2 separate regions of the Athene noctua genome follow, and region 1 is linked to region 2. A link is a contact called in public Hi-C data. All regions are on one chromosome and are shown on one strand. The core of a region is the stretch at or near the end of the contact, and the rest is flanking DNA. Distances in the headings are between cores, read along the strand shown. Region 1 holds the start of BCL6 (BCL6 transcription repressor). Region 2 holds the start of LPP (LIM domain containing preferred translocation partner in lipoma).

Region 1 (3,361 bases), core at 690-3,189, 160 kb after region 2:
TCACTCATTGGGAATTACATATTGCTTTTTAACTACAGGAAAGCTGTCTCTCCAGCATATCTGTACCATCTCAAGTGTCTCGGGAGTACCATCCCTGTCTTGCCACCGGGCTATTTTTAATGATAATATGAGTCGGATTAGCAGAAGGGCTTTCTTCCTAATTTTTTTTTCCCCCCACCCTTCCTTTAAAGTGTTTCGGTTCAAGACTCAGCTGAGAAATCAAAATAAAAGCAGCACCCGGGGACTTTGCGTCCAAGGTGGCCCCTCCATGGGGCTCAGCGGTGGCTGAAGCAGTAGCTCTGAGCCATTGCATTAGTGGACCGAGGGCACTGTGACCTGCAGTGGTCATTCTCATAAACAAATTTCTATTAATTGCAACGGCCTGGGAATGTCATCGCAGCCCGGAGCGTGCCGTCCCCCTGCTCCCTGCCACAGCAGCACCTCACAGCCCCAAAAAACGACAGAGAAAGAAAAATGAGACTTGAGCTCCGCTGATCCACACACACACACACCCCCCTCCCCAAGACAAACCCTCGCAGCAGGCCCGCTTGAAATAAATACGCAAGGCTGGGCGATAGAGGCAGAAATCTCAACGGATTTACATACAGCGTGATACATTTCCATACAGGACCGGGGGAAGGCTGCGGTGATGGGCCACCTCCTTCTGCAGCCCCCTGCAAAACCCATCCGAAATCTGGACTGCAAAGGTTTTGCATTATTCCCCCCCACACACTCCCCGACGTCCCACACCTCCCAGCAAAGGCCTTTTGCCCAGAAATAGTCAAAAAGTGCCGAAATAAAATCCCTTCCAGAAAAGCCAACCCGGTTTTGCATCCCCAGCACAGTCCGACATTTCCATACAAGCAGAGTATTTACAGACTTACAGATTATTTTGCAACAATAACAACAACAGCTACAAAGAATTAACCCACCACTCCAGAGTCCTGGAAAGGAAAAGAGAAAATGGATAAAAAAATAAAAAAATATTTTTTTCTAGTCTGGAGAATCCTGGCAAAAAAAATATTAAAAATGAAAAACGAAAAGGAAAAAGGGAAGGGGAACACACGGAGGGGGGGATCTTTAAGGAAAAAGCTTCTTTCCCCAAGAGTAAATCCCCATCGGAGGCCGTGAGCTGAGCGTGGCTGCTTGCAAAAATTATTAAAAAAAGCTGATTGTGGGAAAAATAATTCTTAAAAAAAAAAAAAAAAAAAAAAAAAAGTAAAAATCCAGTGCAATGCAGCAGGATCCTGGCTTTGCTCGCTGGGTTGGTTTTTTTTGTTTGTTTTTTTGTTTTTAGGGGGGTAGGGTTGCTTTTAAAGGCGAAAGTGACCCCCCGGCCCAAATTAAATGTAAAAATAATATTTAAAAAACAAAAAAAAAAAATAGAAAGCGGGGGTTTGTTGGGGCTTTTTTTTTTTTTCAGATTTCTTCCTTTTCTCTCTCTCTCAGAGAGGGAATGAGGGTTAGTGGGGGCGCGCGGAGGGGGGGGATGTATGTTTGCACAGCCCGGAGTTGCACCCGGGACCCCCCATCCTCCTCCTCCGCTGTCGCCGTCTCCGCCGCTGTCGCTCCCGCCGCTGTCGCTGCCGCCGCCGCCACCCCGCCGCGCCCCCACGTCACACACAGCACCCTCCGCCACGTGACCCGCCACCCGGGCGCGACCATTCGGTAACGGGGAAAGGGGGGGGGGGTGTGAGGGAGGGAGGGGTGATTCCATGAGACCCCCAACGCCAACGCTGCCCTCCCGGGCCGCGGGGGTGTCCCCCGTCCCCCCCCCCGAGCCGCCCCCGAAGGGGGCGGCTCGGGGGGGGTGGACGGGGGACACCCCGCGGCCCGAGAGGGCGTCGGCGTCGGCGTCGGAGCGGCGGGGGGAGGTCCGCGGCCCTCCCCATGCTCAGCGCGATGGTAGAGTCTGCAGCTCAAATTCCGAGAATTGGGCTCTGTTGATTCTTAGAACTGGGGTTCTTAGAAGTGGTGATGCAAGGAGTTTCTAGGAAAGCCCGGAGACCAGGTGATTGCTGCTTCTATTGCCGCGGCCGATTTTACCCTTTAATTCTCTCTCTCTCGCGCGCGCTCGCTCTCTTTTTTTTTTTTTTCTCTCCTTTTTTTTTTTTTTTTTTTTTTTTCCCTCCTCTTTCCCTCCCTGCCCCGCTCCGACGCCTGGCGCGGAGCCGCCTCTATATATTTCTACCCATTTTTTTTCTTCCCCCCCTCTCTCCTTCCCCCCCTTTTCCCGCGGCAGGTGCCCCGACAGCCCTTCAATATTTATTTTTTTTTATTATCCCTTACATTTTACATTTTTTTTTTCCCTGCCTCGTTTATTTATTTAATTCCCCCCCCCCAAACACACCCCCCTCTTTCCTTGCCCGCTGTCAAGCGAGAAAAATAGGGGTACCTGCATGTCTTAACGCCGGGAGCGTGTATAAGGGAACGCACCCGGGACCCCCCGTCCTCCTCCGCCGTCCTCTCCCGGGGATTGTCGGTTATCGGGGATTATTGGCTTTCCCGCACGCGTGACGGCCGGGTGGGGACGGGGAGGACGGCGGCGGCTCCTCTCTGCACCTGCAGCCGCCCCGCGGGCGCAGGACGGCGGCGAGCGGGACTGCCGGCCGCCGGGCTGGCGGCGTTTTGCGTGACTCGGGGTCGGTTCCCAATGGCTGGATCCCTCGGTCGGGGTGTGTTATTTCCCCCACACCCCCCTTTTTCTTTTTTTCACCCCCCCTTCTTCTTATTTTTTCTGTTTTCTTTTTAATTTTTTTTTTCCGTGCGGGTTGTGTCGCTGTTGTCGTCTCGCCGCCGCACAAAAGCCGCCGCGGAGCGGGGCTGGCGGCAGCGCGGGGGCTCGGCCGCGCCGGGCACCGCCGCTCCGGCCTTTCCGTATCATTTTCCCTCCTCCCCCCCTCACTCTGTTTTGATTAATATATCGTTATTGTTGTTATTCCGTCCCCGATGCAACTGCGAAACGGCTGGTGCGTTTTGCAACCTGTGGCGGGGCTGCGCCGTGATCTGTCAAGCCCCGGGCTAACAGCGGGCGGTGATGGAGAAGACTTGCGGCATTTCTCTGCCCAGGGAAGGGGGGAGCCCGCGGGGAGGCTCGGCCGTCACCGGCTGCCGGCCCCGGAGCATCGCGGAGCGGCGGCCCGGGGCGGGGGGGGCGGGACCGCGCTCGCCCCGACGGTGTGTGCCGGGCCGGCCGCGACGGGCTTCTGCCGGCTGGGAAATAAAACGCGATGCAGAGCTCGGGAAGGAGGTGGGGGCAAGCGTATGGAGCAACTCCGGCCATTACGCGCAGTGCTCAAAATAATAATAATAGCAATAATAATAATAAACAACCCCCGCGAGGACGAGAGGGGTCCTCCGC
Region 2 (3,901 bases), core at 214-2,713:
ACCAACATTTTCCAGCGTGAACACAGCTGCAGTGTTAACACAGCGATGAAATCCTGTGTCCTGTTCCCTGGCTCCACATATTCCCCTGCCTTCCTAATGTCCTGTATCTCTAACTACTTGGTAAGCCAGCACCTGCTGCTACCACCCAGCTCCCAAGACATCCAGTGACTTCCTGCTCTCTCACACAATCTTGCCCAAAAATCATTCCTGGAAAGAATAAGCACAAACTCTACAGGTAAATGAGTCCAAGGAAATAAAGAAATTGTCAAATGTAGAGTGTTTCCAAAAACTTCACACTTCCACGTGAGATCTTGCACTTCACATGCGTCAAAACCACTTAGTGCACAGGGGCCATGGTGGTATGGATGTGCAGGACGACACACACCAGCAAGCCTGATGGTTCCTGCAAGCTCTTAAAACTTTTGTGTATCAATTGCCTCTGGACAGAAAGATACCAAACTGGAACCCAACATCAAAACAAGACAACTGGGTCAAAAAGCCAACTCGTACAGGTGTGGGGAAAAAAAAAAAAACAAACCCAAAACAACAAAACAACCAAACAATAATCAAAACAGATCAGGAGAAACCAACGCTCACTTGTTTCACCAACAGAGCCAAACGGCACCTCGAGGTACAGTAGCCAGAGCAATTACACATGAGTTTCTCCATCAACACCTCCTACTCCAGAGCTCTGCCTTCTCCCCAGCACAGCCCCGGGGCATAGCGTGTGCTCCTGAACAATGGCAGGAGAAAGATTTGGCTGTTCAGAAGGAGGGGGCAACTGGAAGGGGGAGGGGGAAAAAAAAAAATATATATAAAAAGAAAAAAAAAGCCTTGGATGACGTAAGGGTGTGGGAAACTTTTACGTCCTTACCTGCTGGGGAAGGATGGGCCTCCCCTGGCGTATAAAAACCTTCTAGGGCTTTACTCAACTCGTTATTTACTACCGAGCCCCGGCCGAGGGGTCGGCGGGCACCAGGTGCGGCGGGGCCGCGGAGCGGGGCGGCCCCGGCCGGGTGCACCTGCGACCGGTAGCACCGAGCCCGGCCGCCCCGGGGGGACCCCGGCCCGCAGGCAGCCCCCGCCCGCCGCGGAGCGGGCAGGCGTGCGGCGGGGCCGCTGAAGTGCCGGGGAAGTTCGGCCCTGGCCCGCACCCGAGCGCTGCCCCCGCCCCGCCGCCGAGCTCGCACCGGGCCGGGCCGGGCCGTCCCCCCTCCGGCGGCCGCGGCGCCCCGGGCGGAGGGAGGAGCCAGGCGCGGCCCCCCCCGGGCGGCCGGCAGCGCTCCCCGCCCCGACCGGGGGCTCCAGCTGTTGCACAGCTGCCTCGGCGGGCGGAGGGGTGGGGGGAGGAAGGGGGCAAGTTATTATCTGCAACAATACCTCGGGGGAGGAGGCAGCGGAGGCGAGCGCGGCGGCGGCGGCGGCGGGAGGAGGCGGCGGGGGGAGGCGGGTCCGGGGGCGGGGCCACGGCGGGGCCCGGGACCGCCCCTCCGCGCCCGCCCCCCGGCCCCGTCGCCGGCCCCTTCCGCCCGCCGGCCCCTCCCGCGCCCCGCGCCGCTGCCCCGCCGCGGCCCCCGGCGGCCCCTCCCGCGCTCGCTGCTTCTGTCCCCGCATCCCGCCGGCATCCCCCCGGCCAGCCCCTCCCGCGCTCCGCCCTCCCGCATCCCTCCCTCCGGTCCTTCCAGCCCCCTCCCGCGTCCCTCCGCATCCTCCCGGCCGCGGCGCCCCCGCCTCCCGCATCCCTCCCCCGGCCCTTCCGTGCCCCCCCCGCCCCCGGCCCTTACCTCCCGTCGGGCAGAGGGAGGGGGGGGGCGGCAGCCCCGATCTCGGCGGGACGCCCCCGAAACAAAAAGCGAAAGCGGCTGCCGCTGCCTCCCGCCCCGCCGGGCCGCTGCGCTGTGCCCGGGGCTGACGTCAAGGGCCCAAATTCCTGCCTTTCCCTGCAGGCAGATTTGTCCATGTAAGGGCTGGGGCCGGGGCCGGGGCCGGGGGACGGAGCCACCGGAACCTCGGAGGGGGACGACGGGGCTGGAGGCAGCCCCGACCCCTCGGGCATCACCCTCCCGCCCTGTAACCCGGGGGGGAGTTAGGCCCAGAAACGCGCACCGTGCTTTGCAGTATTCCAACTTTTCACAGAGAAGTTTTGTCCAGGGCTCTCAACGATTTTTTTGGGGTTGCTTTTCCAACCAACTTTTTCCCTGTGCTTCCTCAAACGGGGCGCCTAAAGAAGTGGGGGAGGTAAAAGGTGCTCGGAGTTACAAAAGGAGCTGCCTGCTCAGAGATTCAAAGCAAAACCTGTCGAGCATACCAAGGAGAGGGGGAAGGGAAGCTATTTTCTGAATCGCTTTCTGATTGTTTTGTGGCTATTTATAAGGGCTGCAATTAAAATAATTCGGATTTCGAGTGTGATTGTTTTTATAATGGAATGCTGCCCCGTAAGTAGCTGTTGGGTATCTGCATGTGCCCTGAAGAGAACAGGAAGACAGAAGGGTTACATTGCATTCAGGCTCGGGGAGGGGGGGAGAGTTGCCAAGCCTTACTCATTTGGAAAGAGATTTCTGGATGAGTTTTTAAGCACTTTAAATGTATTTCATTTTGACGATGAAGGGCTCTGCTGTGCACTTTCAGAAGATGTTTACAGTCTTATCCATTACCAGCTTTAATGTCCACAGTCACTGCTTGACAGCCCCAGGAGGGAAAGTTTGCACGTAAGGACCCAAAAAAGGACATTAAGTGCCTAAAAGACTTAGAAGCTGGAGTACAGAGTTATGATCCAGCCTCTCTCCCTCTTTCCAGGCTGCCAAAGTGTCTATGGCACGCTCGAGATTGACCCAAGTGCTCTGGCAGAGTGGAAACCCCAGGAGATGCCACCCCACCCCGACGGATACCCCTTCCATGGCAGGCCCCGCTGCAGGGGAAGCATGAGTTAGACCAAATTCAGTCCTGGGTACAAATCCCCATCTGTGGTTGGTTTGATGTCCTGCATTGGCCTCTGTACCAGGGGTGCTAAATTCCTCCGGAGGGATGGAGAGGGCTGCCAGGACCAGATGCTATCTTAGAAGCACTGCAGCTAAATCTGCGTGAGCCTGTCAGTCACAGCCACAGACGTTTCTAAGCATTATGACTATAACTAGAGATACCTTAGCCTTGTCCTAGCCGCCTACCCTGTGTTTAAACCCTGCTGAGATCCAAAACCAAAGCAGAATAGCGCATGAGTCACCAGGGCCCTGTGCCGTAGGTGTACCTAGAGAGCTGAGAGCGCTCTGTGAACATGGCCTGTTGTGAAAGACACGGGCATGGCTGCTTTCTAAAGTCCGGGTGAATGAGACCGTAGACCAGCACAGGCTGAGCAGGCAAAGCCTTTGCCTGAGGCCCTGTAAACCTGGTTCAGTTCCCTCCCTGGAGAACCTACAGTTCATGTGTCTCCTTCCAGCTGAGTGCTTTGACCAGCAGGCTGCAAGGTCACGCTCCTTCTTCATTGTGTTCCGAGGACAACTTGTGATGGTATTTTCTGCTGCAGGGGGCAGGCGGTCAGCACAAGGGACTTCCTGGCACTCATATATGTCAACCTCAGCATGGTGGGGCTCTTCACAGAGCCCAGATTTTTAATACTCCAGAGAAACAGATTTCCAGAGGGATTGTTGCCTGGTTTTTTTCTTCTCTGTTGGATCTTTCTTGAAAATCTGCAACAGCCCTTGTATTATATCAACTGGTATCTAGGGGAAGCATCTGAAAACTAAAAGAAACTCTTTGGCCCAAGATGAGAGACAAGTGTTCTCCATTTCGTATTTCAGAGAAAACCAGTGGTCAAATACTTTCCTTGTCCCATATCCAACAATTATTGCTTCTTTATCCATCAAGCTTATGCAATTTTCCAGTCGTGTTAACAGAAGAGAGAATA

The links. Hi-C and Micro-C count contacts between places; a contact is called where the count stands out from the background.
Region 1: a Hi-C map of heart shows a contact between it and region 2, with 3 times the contacts expected there. The contact joins the promoter of BCL6 here to the promoter of LPP in region 2. A contact is called at or near these places in 2 of 2 Hi-C or Micro-C datasets (heart and liver).

What each region holds. Positions count from the first base shown.
Region 1 is chr8:18,059,424-18,062,784 of bAthNoc1.hap1.1, forward strand. BCL6 (BCL6 transcription repressor) reads left to right here and starts at 1,940. Exons shown (of 10, transcript XM_074911920.1): 1 at 1,940-2,011.
Region 2 is chr8:17,899,910-17,903,810 of bAthNoc1.hap1.1, forward strand. LPP (LIM domain containing preferred translocation partner in lipoma) reads right to left here and starts at 1,464. Exons shown (of 13, transcript XM_074912519.1): 1 at 1,381-1,464.